Regions from separate parts of the Danio rerio genome. Here all the other regions are linked to region 2. A link is a contact called in public Hi-C and HiChIP or PLAC-seq data. All regions are on one chromosome and are shown on one strand. The core of a region is the stretch at or near the end of the contact, and the rest is flanking DNA. Distances in the headings are between cores, read along the strand shown.

Region 1 (3,878 bases), core at 1,190-3,689, 300 kb after region 2:
GCTGGTGCAGAATAACAGCAAGAACATGGTTTCTTATGCAAGTGAAAGATTTGATCTATTGCTTTATTCTGTTTTCATTTTGTGCCAATAGATTTTGACAACAACACCACAAATTGAGGTGAGCTGTTCTGAAAAGTGTAGCTTCAGTTTTTTCAGTAGCTTATTTTTGGGGAGATGCTTCATGTAAAAATCAGTGAAAAATGTAGGTAAAATGAATCAGTGTATTCAAATGATTCATTTAAATAAATCAGTTCCAAATATTCCTCTGAATATTTACTTACAATATGTGGAATAAAGCATGCCACAACAAAATATGGATCAAAACTCATATGTCTGTCAGCACTAATGGCGCTGGGTAAATGTGAAACTAAATACATTCAGTGCATGGGATACTTGACTGAGCAATACACAACAATGTATATTTCATCTGCTTTGTAAACATGAGTTATCGAAGGCTTTAGGCGAGTCATTGTTCGTAAGCACAGAGTGTGCAGCACTTCCATATGGCAAACCCTGATGCTCTTTGGCACGCACATGCTCCTTGCCAGGTGAGAGCACTGCAGTCAGTAAACAATAGAAGAATCGTGATGCTTCTTCCCTTCATGAGATGAATATGATTGATGGATGGATGGATGGATGGATGGATGGATGATAGATAGATAGATAGATAGATAGATAGATAGATAGATAGATAGATAGATAGATAGATAGATAGATAGATAGATAGATAGATAGATAGATAGATAGATAGATAGATAGATAGATAGATAGATAGATAGATAGATTCAAATAGTACAGATGGACGGATAGATAAATGAATTATTGTGTAGATGTTTAGATAGATGATAAATAATCAACTGGAATATTAATGAATGAATAAAGATGGATGAATGGATGAGTGGAAAGATGAATGAGCAATTTAGAGATGAGTTGATGAACAAATGATAGGTTGACGAAAACAGCAGATGACAGATATAAATACAAATATTGATGCATGGATGTATTTATGAATAGATAGATGATGGAAATATGATAACTACTGCAGAGATACAATTGGATAGATGGATAGAGAATACTGTTGGATGAATGAACATTAATAGTACACAAGATGAGCGAATGAATGAATGAATGAATGAATGAATGAATGAATGAATAAATGAATGAATGAATGAAGGATTAAATGAATGAAAGGCTAGACATATATAGACATTTAAATATATATAAATGATAGACAGATGGATACAGAATACAGATGGATGAATGAACATAAATAAAACACAGAATCAATCAAGGAAAGAATGAATAAATGAATGAATGAATGAATGAATGAATGAATGAATGAATGAATGAATGAATGAACGAACAAACGAATGAATGAATGAATGAATGAATGAATGAAAGGCTTGACATTAGTAGACATTTAAATAAATGTGTAAATTATAGAAAAATGGATAGACTAACATAAATAAATCATAAGATGAATGAATAATTGAATGAATGAATGAATGAATGAAAGGCTATATATATATAAACAAACATTTAAATAGATATATAAATGATAGACAGATGGATACAGAATACATATGGAATGATAAACATAAATAAAACACAGAATGAATGAATGAATGAATGAATGAATGAATGAATGAATGAATGAATGAATGAATGGCAAGACAAATAAATAGACATTTAAATAGATATATAAATGATAGATTGATGGATGACAGGTAGAAAACAGATAGCATGATAAAACAGACAGATAGTTGATGATAGATAGATAGCTTGATGATTGACAGACAGACAGACAGACAGACAGACAGACATAGATAGATAGATAGATAGATGATAGATAGATAGATAGATAGATAGATAGATAGATAGATAGATAGATAGATAGATAGATAGATAGATAGATAGATAGATGATAGATAGATAGATAGATAGATAGATAGATAGATAGATAGATAGATAGATAGATAGATAGATAGATAGATAGATAGATAGATAGATAGATAGATAGATAGATAGATAGATAGATAGAAGGATGGATGTGCCCAGGTGAGCTATTGTTTTGCATTTTCACCCCAGTGTCCATTTAACCAAACTCATCCGTCATTTATAAAGCAGAGACTCCCTCCCCCATCAGCAACTATCCATCTGCCAAGCCCAAGTCCTCCTCCCTGATGTGCATTCCTTTTTTCTCTACAGTATCTCTCTCTTTCTCTCTCTCTCTCTCTCTCTTACACACACACACACACACGCAGAGTACGTGCTCCTCCCGCCAGCTCTGGTTCATGTGGGAGTGAGTGTGGAGCAGAGGTAGGCTTGGACTCTACCATTGTGAGTTGTTTGGGCGTGTTCTGCAAGCTCCTCCTATAATGAACGGCTCGGGAGGAGGGATGGAGAGTGTGAGTGCGAGCGCTCGCATCCTAATCTTCCTGTTCAGCATCTCTGTGGCTGTCTGGATGATCCCTCTCTCTCTTCTCCATGTTTAAACTCAGGCCGGATACTCCGTCTTTTTGGGAGACTTTACTTTTTTCTTAAACAGAGGGACTAATTTGATGCCAAGTCAGCATAATTTCGACGGTAAGAAAGTTGATTGTTTGTTTACATGCCTTGTGTGCTAGATCTAAGGGATTTCTTCTGCTTTGTTTCTTATGAAAGTCTATGCTAGAGACTGCAATGCACTGCAGGGAGTAAAAGTTTATGAAATATTAAAGGAAAGAAGCCTGTTTGAAGCTCACAGAGGCATGAAAAGCCAAGCGTCGCTGCACAGAAAACTCAACCAAAGGAGTTTTTTCTTTCAAATAGATGGTTTAAAGGCATTTAGATGATGACTCTGCTTATAGAATGAATCAATGAGCGTCTAGGTTGCTGCCTAGTAGTTTTTGGAAGCAGTTACATAATCAATACTCACCGAAAATATTTCTCCCGCAGAGACTAAGTGATGCAATAATCTAATATGATAAAGTGCACGATCGTAAAAGCAGAACGATCATCAATCGAGGAGAGAAGTTTGATAACGAAACTTGTTTTTTTTTTTTCGTGATTTCTTTGGTAGAAAGGAAGAAAAATCTCTTGGCCTCGTCTTTTTGACATGAAAAGCGCCATTAAGTTTATGAGAATGAGATTGTGCAATGATGCAAGCGTGTGAACTGATTAAACTATAATGTGTCATATTAAATGCACTCCACTATGCGTGTTCAGAGATATGTGGGCGAATGCTAGTTGTAGTTGCTAGTGTATTTATAAACTGTGCACCGAAGGGTGGGGGGGATCTTCTTGCAATGGATAAAAACATATGCATTATTTATATCCTCTAAATGTCTTGCAGGCACCAGAAGCGCTATCTCAGACTCAAAAAAATGTTCATTAATATCATCATTATTAAGAAACGTTTGTATTAATAGTACTGTGCTACATGTGTAACTGCAGGTGAACTTATTCATACGGGAGGACTAAGTAAACCAAACAAACGTTTCCATCTCACCATCGTAGACATATGTGGATCATTAGCTGTCTTCTGTTGCTTTCAAATGGCTCCTCCGAGGATTCCTGGTGATCAAAGGCAGAAAACATGTTATAGAAATATGACTTATTAGAGGCACCTCGTGGCGAGGAAAAAAAAAGAGATCTTGGAAAATGCTTTGAGTTAGCAGAGCAAACTCTATGAATTCAAAATATGATACAAAATACACATATTCTCTGCGTAAATTTAAAACACGATATGAAAGTACACAAGTCCAATTTGTAAATTCAAAACTCGATACGAAAATACACAACTTCAATTCTTAAATTCAAAACACGATATAAAAAAATAAACATATCCAATTTGTAAATTTAAAATATGATATGAAAATATGCATATCCAATGCATA
Region 2 (4,264 bases), core at 317-2,816:
AGTACTGGGTTGCAGGTGGAAGGGCATCCGCTGTGTAAAACATAATCTGGATAAGTTGGCCGTTCATTCTGCTGTGGCGACACCTGACACAGTTCGATATTTACAAATCCACATTTATTTTATTTACCTTGAATGAATGAATGAATAAATTAATGAATTAATTAATGATCCATTTAATAGTTCAGTAGATTTTTTTGATCAGCATGGTGGCCCAGTGGGTACCGCGGTCACCTCACAGCAAGAAGGTCGCTAGTTCGAGCCTTGGCTGGGTCAGTTGGCATTTCTGTGTGGAGTTTGCATGTTCTACTAGTGTTCGCATTAATTTCCTTTGGAGTTTCTCTGGTTTCCCCCACAAGTCCAAAAGACATGCACTATAGGTGAATTGAGTAAACTAAACAGTGTCCGTGTGAATGAGAGTGTATGGGTGTTTCCCAGTGATGGGTTGCAGCTGGAAGCAAGTGGTGCTCGCTGCAGAGCCATTTGAGGAGAGCTGAGCTCCAGCGAGGGGGAGCTTAAGCTTGAGCTCCACCTTTTTTGCACTTCTTCTATGAGTGATGTCACTGGGGGTAGGGTTAGGGGTGGGGTTGGTGTACGCATTAAAACAGCTTACAGAAGGAGGAGCGACAGCTCATGCTCCCCCTCGCTGGAGCTCAGCTCTCCTCAAATGGCTCTGCAGCGAGCACCCTCTCGCTGGAAGGGCATCCACTGCGTGAAACATATGTTAGACAAGTTGGCTGTTCATTCCACTGTGGCGACCCCTGAATAACAAAAGGACTAAGCTGAAAAGAAAATAAATGAGTAAATTGTCATGGCTGACCAGCCATTAACAGGTATTGGAAATATTTTTAATATTAATATAACTTTACCCTTAAGGATCATTTTATAAGTGATAAAATATGAATTTATAATGACATTTATACTGATTAATACCAAATGCAGTGTTGTTAATATATAAATCACTTATTATACTCGAGGTAAACAATGTTGAATTTATGATATGGTTTATCACAGCTATGAATACACTACAATACACTACATCCACTAGATGGAGCTATATGCATTGTGTATAGAAATCTCTTTACAAGGCTTGTAGTCTACTTATAAACAAACATATATATATAAACTAATAGAACTACATGCTGGAGGATGCTGATGATGTGGCAAAACGGGAAAAAAACTAACAATTCTATAAAGGAAATTTAAGTAAGTCTTGTTTTGATTTCCTGTTAAAATAGTCCTATATAATCATTTATACGTAGAAATGCCACCATGCCCGATGAATGTTTTGTCATTGTTGCAATTTGAAGAAGCATATGTAAACATACTTCTCTTCTAATTGTTGTGATGGCCTGTCATCGCCCATCGTGACGCTCCGCCCACTTTTCATCCATTGGCTGCTTCGTATAGAAAACAGCGCAGAACTTTAGGTTGGAGCGCTCCCATTGGCTACAATTTATATTTGCATAAGTTCTCAGCTCGTGATTGGTCGACGGCGCGTCAATCACTCGCTACAACCCATTCCCTGCGTTTGGATATTACCTTAGGAGACTCTACAGTTTTTCATCAGTGAGGACTGGAATGTGGACAAAGTAACCCAGCCGACCAGACAAGAGGCGAACAAAACTATGATTCCTTTTCAAAATTTAAAACCGCACAACGTCAGGATTTCTTACTAGCGTCCAGCACACTGTAAGTATACCAAGTTTTTTGTTATATTAGAACAAAAAGCTTGAGATGAATAACCCTCTAATAATCAACATCTGCACTGTTCTTCCTGTTTTTGGCAGAGCTGGAAAAGCCAATACACTCAGTCAGGATTAGGTGTGAGCTGGATAGGGATTGGTGACCACATCTCGCTTCTTCCAGAAGGAGAAACGGGTGTAAATCGGAAGATAATGATCGCTTACAGGGAGAGCAGCGTCTTTACGTCTCTCTAATCGTCAGGAGTTTGTCAGGCTTTCTTCTGCATGTCAATACACTGAGTTGCGACTCTCCGCTAACAGCATTAGCTCCTCTTATTCACAGCGGTCGCCGTAAGACTAAGCTTAGACAAATCTGTCATTTCTGATATTACTGGGTTTACATTTTGGCTTGATTAGATTTTACCTCAGTATGAGTTATTTAGCTTTTCAGGTGTCTTTTCCATTGTTTAGCGCACTAGCGAGATGGCTAACTGTAGCTCGAGTTCGCGCATTTCTAAAGTCTTGCAGCGCAAAAAAGTCGCAGAAATTGTCTTATTTGTCGCGTTATGTATTTGTATCACTAATATATTTCTTCAGTTTATAAAGTCTAAAGGAGGCGAGAGGGGAACTATTGGAAATGACTGAAGGAAATTGTGTTTTGTTTGTTTAGTTTTTTCAAGCCCGCGCCTCAGAGCACCTGCTCCCACTGTAGTTTTTTACTAATTGGGAATATATATATATATATATATATATATATATATATATATATATATATATATATATATATATATATATATATATATATATATAAATTTTATTTTATTTATTTCTTTTTTTTGTGATACAAAAGACAGGAAAATTAGTCTTATTGAATCATCCATGGCCTCAGATTTCTTATACAACGACGGAATTTGAAGTTCAGTCCAGTTATTTTTACATTGGTCATAGTTCAAGTAAACAAGTGCCTGTCTAACTTCAAATTGGCTGCTTACTCTTGCAAAGTGTGAATGGTCCTAACATTACCTTTATACTTAAATTATTCGCCTCAGTTTTCAGTTCTAGTTTTCAGATGCATCTTTAATCCAACACCAGATTCATTAGGTCATTTTAAAGGCTTCATGTCCTAAAAGTGGGTTGTTAAATTACAAATACAGTATGAACAAAATGTTTAGTTATGGTTCTCCTTGAGTTGTTGAGAAGAAGCACTTCTTGCAAGCATAAGAAATAAGGAACTGAGCATATGACAAATTTTCATATGTTCACTGTTTTTCCATTTACAATGTCGACATAACTAATATGGCCACACTTAAAACCTTCTGTAACAATAGCAGCCAACTTTTAAGTGCTATCACACAAGTACAAATATTTAAATTTAGTGAAGTTTAGGAACAATATGTTTTTGTCATTTGGCTTGTATCTAGGGCTGAGCCAATAAACAATATTATATTGAATCAGGATAAAATATGTGTTAATAATAATAGCTCTGGACATTTTTTTACTCAATATTGATCTACAAGCCAATCACACAGCAGCAATGTGCAACAATAAGAATCTAAAAGTGTGTTGATATTAGAGATGTACAGAATTTTTGGCGCTGAAAATTTTAACGGCCTAAAATATGTAATGCCATTTGATGGACCCTCTATTTTTTGTGGCTTCAGTGATTGTTGGGGTACTCTTTTAAATCTGTAAGCATTAGAGACATAAAATTAGAACATTTAGAACTGAAATTTATTGGCCTAAAATGTGTTATGCCACTTGATGGACCCTCAAATTTTTGTGGCTTCAGTCATTGTTGGGGTACTCTTTTAAATATGGAAGCATTAACAACTTATATCGAAATATATAGTTATCATTCAAAATGGAAATAATTATCGAGACATTTTTGCCATATCCCCCAGCCCCACTTGTATCCACAAAAGTGTGTTATTATATATTAATTACTCTTAAAAATAGTTAATGGTAGCATTGACCGTGGCATTGATGGTGTTAAGATGCTTACGTTAAGCTTTAAGAGGTAGATAAAGTACAAGATTGTCCATTTAAGAGCACTAACTCAATGACAAGATGTTTTTACTTTTCAGAAAGTAAATGCTCTTCCACAGGCTGAAAACACTCACTGTAGCACCCCTTGTGTCAACATGACAAGAATGTGTTGCATATTATGATATTGTCGAAAGCATCGATGCACAAAATTGAGTTTGCGTCTACCCGCGTATTTGCGTAAAATGGTTTAGGCTGAGTGCTGATAGAAATCCTTAGCCCCGATGATGGGATTCATGCAGGCCAGTGATTCATTGAGCGTTTTCAGATCAGTGAGGTTGCCAGCATTTGACTTTACGCAAACACACAAAAAGCATTCCCCTCCCTCACTTTTCTGTAGCTTAACTGAAATACAGCTCTGGAATACCAACATCACTAGTGAAAAGAACCTGGAAAGGCTATTTAGTCAGAGAAGCTTGAATGTTTACACAGGAAGTACATTCAAAGAAATAAAGACCTTTGTGCCTCAGCCACTCAGTAGCGTTGCAATTAAAAGGTGTCATTCATGCTGGTGAGAATATCCGCATGGATAGGTAGTT
Region 3 (4,410 bases), core at 677-3,176, 270 kb after region 2:
GCTGATTCCAGCAGCGAGGTGCGTAGTGGCTGAAGGCGGATTCACCCTGCTTTGACTGAACTCTTGGAATTTCTAGTTTATATGATTCTAAAGATCTGAGTGATCTGTAAGGTTTGTGTTCAGTGAGCATATCTATAATGTATTGAGGTCCTTGGCCATTTAGTGATTTATAGACAAGATAATACTTTAATATAGACAGTGTATTTCGGTTCTTTTAAACAAAACAGATTTATGAAAAAGATATATTTATTAAAATAATATTTTAGTCACCAAACATATTTAAAAATGGAAACAAATACAATTAAAGCTAAATATTCAAAAAAAAAATACAACCTTCAAAAAAATTTTTTTTCAATTTTTTAGCTTCTCTTGTTTTTTTTCTTTTTTTATATTTTTATTTAATATTTTTCTATAACATATAGATTTGTGTACAAGTTTTTGGACCGGTATTATCGTAAGTTATTTTGTTAGATAAGCTCCAGATCAGGCTTCAGTACTGACTAATCTAATGACAGTAGTAAAGTTGTTTTTTTATTTGAATATTCAGACATTCTCCTTTATAATATAATTTCAGAAAAGTATTCTTCGCAAATTCTAAATAGGGAATTCATATTAGCAGCCAGAGACTGTCAAAGTATAACATTGTTTACAGTGAATTAGATAGTGTTAATGCTGTTTAGAAGTCATACTTGCATGCTAATTCCAACCAAATATTCAATGTAAACAACACAGAAACTTCTAAATGAACGAATGTGCGAATATAAAACCAACTTTACCTCTATAATCTAATGTATATATATATATATATATATACATATACATATATATATATATATATATATATATATATATATATATATATATATATATATAATATATGCGCCAATATAATATTGTAGAGCTTCCTACAAAAAAAATATACATTTAAAAGAGAGATTTGTGAGGGGTGTACTTATATATGCCAAAAACTGTACGTGTGTGTGTGTGTGTGTGTGTGTGTGTGTGTGTGTGTGTGTGTGTGTGTGTGTGTGTGTGTAATTAAAGGATATTTAAAGCCATTAAACCTAAACGTCCCTAAGTGCCTGCTGGAAAGCTGATAGGCGTTTTGGAACATGATAGTTTTATAGCTTGTCTAAAACTACCATCTGACCAATACATACGTATTTAATTAAAATGACATTTCCAATATAGTGCGACTATTACGACGACTGTTTGCGATTAGTTATAAATGTCATACGGAAAAAACGTACCTAAAAATCGAGTTATTTAGAAAGTACTCTAACGTTACTTGTTTCATAACTAACATCAACTCAATAAATACATTAGTAATAAAACAAATGACATGAGATACAGTTACAGGCCAGCCAGAAACCAGATACAACGACAAAGGTACAGTTAATTTAAGATGGCTCTACCAGCAGGACTTCACTTGTCGTTGCAGGTTAATGTGACTAAAACAAAATTCTGCCCCCTAAACACAAACCCTCGACCCCTGGTAACATCGTATAACAATGACTTTGTTTGGAAACTCAAATATATCTTACCTCGAACGCTGCACTGCTCAAAGCGTGCTTCTTTGGTTCACTCTCATTCCTTTTAAAAGCTCACAAATCCCCATCCGACATTGTTTCTTTTGGGACTCTGGTTGGTTACCCCAAACACGCCAAACTGTGCTTCAATCCAACAAGTTGTTCAATGTGGACGTCTCGAGGCAAACTACTGAGTTACAACGTTGCGTCTGACTGGAAGTAACGCTTTAAAATGTAACTAAACAACTCGAGCATTACAGTGTTGCAGCTTTTATTCGGCGCTGCGGGATTTGACGAGTTTAAAAGGTCTCAGAAATGTAGAGACACAAATCACTTTGTTAGTTCCACTGTAGCAACTTCTATTCTTCAAGCCCGCATGTCTGATAGGGGCGGGACCAGCAGTTTTGGGAGCAGTGTCTCTTTACCGACTCTGACTGTCGCATGCCTGACAGTGTGTTCATTCAACCGGCTTCAATAGAATGTTTGTTCAAACTTATTTTCCGTTTTGTTGTAGGTATTTGGAGTTATTAATGTGATGTTTTGGGGTTAATTTTAGGGTTTGGCCTTGATAGTGTTTGAGTGGCGTTTAAATGTTTCATTTGTTTAATTCATGGATATTTATAAGTGATGACTGTCTGTTTATGAAGCGATTGCTGAATGCCAGTGTGTTCTTTTTAGTTGTCAAGTGTTTCGTATTTGAAACTCAATGCCCACTGGAAATATATACAATGATATTGGCTGACCTCTGGTGGCCGGTTGAATTATTACAAGGGATCCTCGGACTGGATTAAATTTGGAGCCAGATCAGTCTAAAAAATAATAACTTTTCAAAATGAAATTCATACATGCACAGCACAAATCACATTGACAAAATCAAATTTGTAAACACAATTCAAGAATTCAGAATTAAAAATCATAAACATTTTCGCCAAATGAACTATATTTATGTATTTTTGAATCGTATTTTGAATTTCCGAATTGGATTTGTGTATTTATGAATCGGAGAGAATGTGGCGCAGTAGGTAGTGCTGTCGCCTCACAGCAAGAAGGTTGCTGGGTCGCTGGTTCGAACCTTGGCTCAGTTGGCGTTTCTTGTTCGCGTGGGTTTCCTCCGGGTGCTCCAGTTTCCCCCACAGTCCAAAGACATGTGGTACAGGTGAATTGTGTAGGCTAAATTGACCGTAGTGTATGAGTGTGGGTGTGAATGTGAGTGTGGATGTTTCCCAGAGATGGGTTGCAGCTGGAAAGGCATCCGCTGCGTAAAAACTTGCTGGATAAGTTGGTGGTTCATTCCGCTGTGGCGACCCCGGATTAATAAAAGGACTAAGCCGACAAGAAAATAAACAAATGAATATGTTCAGCTTAAGTCTTTATTACGTGAAAACACTGAGAAATAATATTAATAAAACATTAATTTTAATTAATTTTATCTTATTTAGTTTGTTGTTTCAAACTTACGAAATGCATTTTTAAAATTTTTGAATCGTGTTTTAAATTTCCGAATTGGATTTGTGTAGTTATGAATCGTGTTTCAAACTTACGAATTGGATTTGTGTTTTTCGAATCATGTTTTGAATTATTCATTCATTCATTCATTTTCTTGTCGGCTTAGTCCCTTTATTAATCTGGGGTCGCCACAGAGGAATGAACCGCCAACTTATCCAGCAAGTTTTTACGCAGCGGATGCCCTTCCAGCCGCAACCAGCGACCTTCTTGCTGTGAGGCGAACGTGCTACCCTTTTCTGTATTTATAAATCGTGTTTCAAACTTACAAATTGGATTTGTGTATTTTCAAATCATGTTTTGAATTTACGAATTGAGTTTGTGTATTTATAAATCGTGTTTTGAATTTACGAATTGTATTTGAGTATTTTCAAATCGTGTTTTAAATTTACGAATTGAGTTTGTGTATTTATGAATAGTGTTTCAAACTTACAAATTAAATTTTGTGAATTGTGTCGTGGATCTGTGAATTGTATTTTGTAAATGTATTATCTTTGTGACTGATCTGGCTCCATATGTTTATGGATTACATGATCAAACACATTTGTAAATTATTCATAATTTATCGATATTTTCCCATTTCAGCTTTTTCTCTTTTTCTTTCTAAAACAAATTCTACTGCTTGTAAAATTGGTTAGCTTTAAATATTTACAATATAGAACAGCCACGTGTAGATCAATTTAATTATATATTATCTATTCCATACTTGTCAATTTAGGGGTAGTTTTTTTAAGTAATCTATTTCAATAGTAATCTAAAAGTAATCAAAAGATTTTGTTACTGACTACAATTATCATAATAATTTATCTATCTATCCATCCATCCATCCATCCATCCATCCATCCATCCATCCGCCTGCCTTCCTGTTTGTTAATCAATCTGTCTGTCTGTCTGTCTGTCTGTCTGTCTGTCTGTCTGTTAATATATCTATCTATTTATCTATCTGTCTCTGTCTATCTATCATTAATGTTTTCGGTCAACCTATTTATCATACATTTGTTCTATCATTCAATTGTGTTTGATTTCTGTCATTCTATTATGATAAGATTACTCTCTACTCTCTATATAACTCCTGGCATCTCTTTTGTACTAAATCTATCACTCATTTCATTGTTTCTTTTATCATTCGTTTTTTCTATCCATCCTTTAATTCTGTCTGTCATTCTGAAGGATTCATTAAGAATGCATGAATTCAGATAAAGGTTTACTAAATATGCCAAACGTCTAAGTCTTCGGTTATAGTCTCATTACTTGCCTTCTCTGTCTTCACACTTATTTTCTCTCTTTCCTCACAGTGCTGCGGCCAAGATGAAAGACAGAGAAAGACCCAAGAGTCTTCTCTGATTTCACTGCTACCACGTGTCTGTTGTCTATCAAG

Evidence for each region. Hi-C and Micro-C count contacts between places; a contact is called where the count stands out from the background. HiChIP or PLAC-seq counts read pairs in DNA pulled down with a chosen protein or histone mark.
Region 1: a contact with region 2 is called in an H3K4me3 HiChIP or PLAC-seq map of embryo, with 2.9 times the contacts expected there. The contact joins the promoter of sv2bb here to the promoter of enc2 in region 2.
Region 3: a Hi-C map of hematopoietic stem cells shows a contact between it and region 2, with 4 times the contacts expected there. The contact joins the promoter of akap13 here to the promoter of enc2 in region 2. A contact is called at or near these places in 4 of 18 Hi-C or Micro-C datasets (caudal fin, fibroblasts, hematopoietic stem cells and 1 more) and 2 of 4 datasets of contacts at active chromatin or transcription factors (caudal fin and embryo).

What each region holds. Positions count from the first base shown.
Region 1 is chr25:11,909,473-11,913,350 of GRCz12tu, reverse strand. It overlaps sv2bb (synaptic vesicle glycoprotein 2Bb), which reads left to right and starts at 2,439. Exons shown (of 13, transcript XM_005161518.6): 1 at 2,439-2,586.
Region 2 is chr25:12,203,661-12,207,924 of GRCz12tu, reverse strand. It overlaps enc2 (ectodermal-neural cortex 2), which reads left to right and starts at 1,566. Exons shown (of 5, transcript XM_073942911.1): 1 at 1,566-1,689; 2 at 1,788-1,939. All of the region lies in intron 2 of agbl1 (AGBL carboxypeptidase 1), which reads right to left.
Region 3 is chr25:11,930,001-11,934,410 of GRCz12tu, reverse strand. It overlaps akap13 (A-kinase anchoring protein 13), which reads right to left and starts at 1,926. Exons shown (of 36, transcript XM_073942868.1): 1 at 1,545-1,926.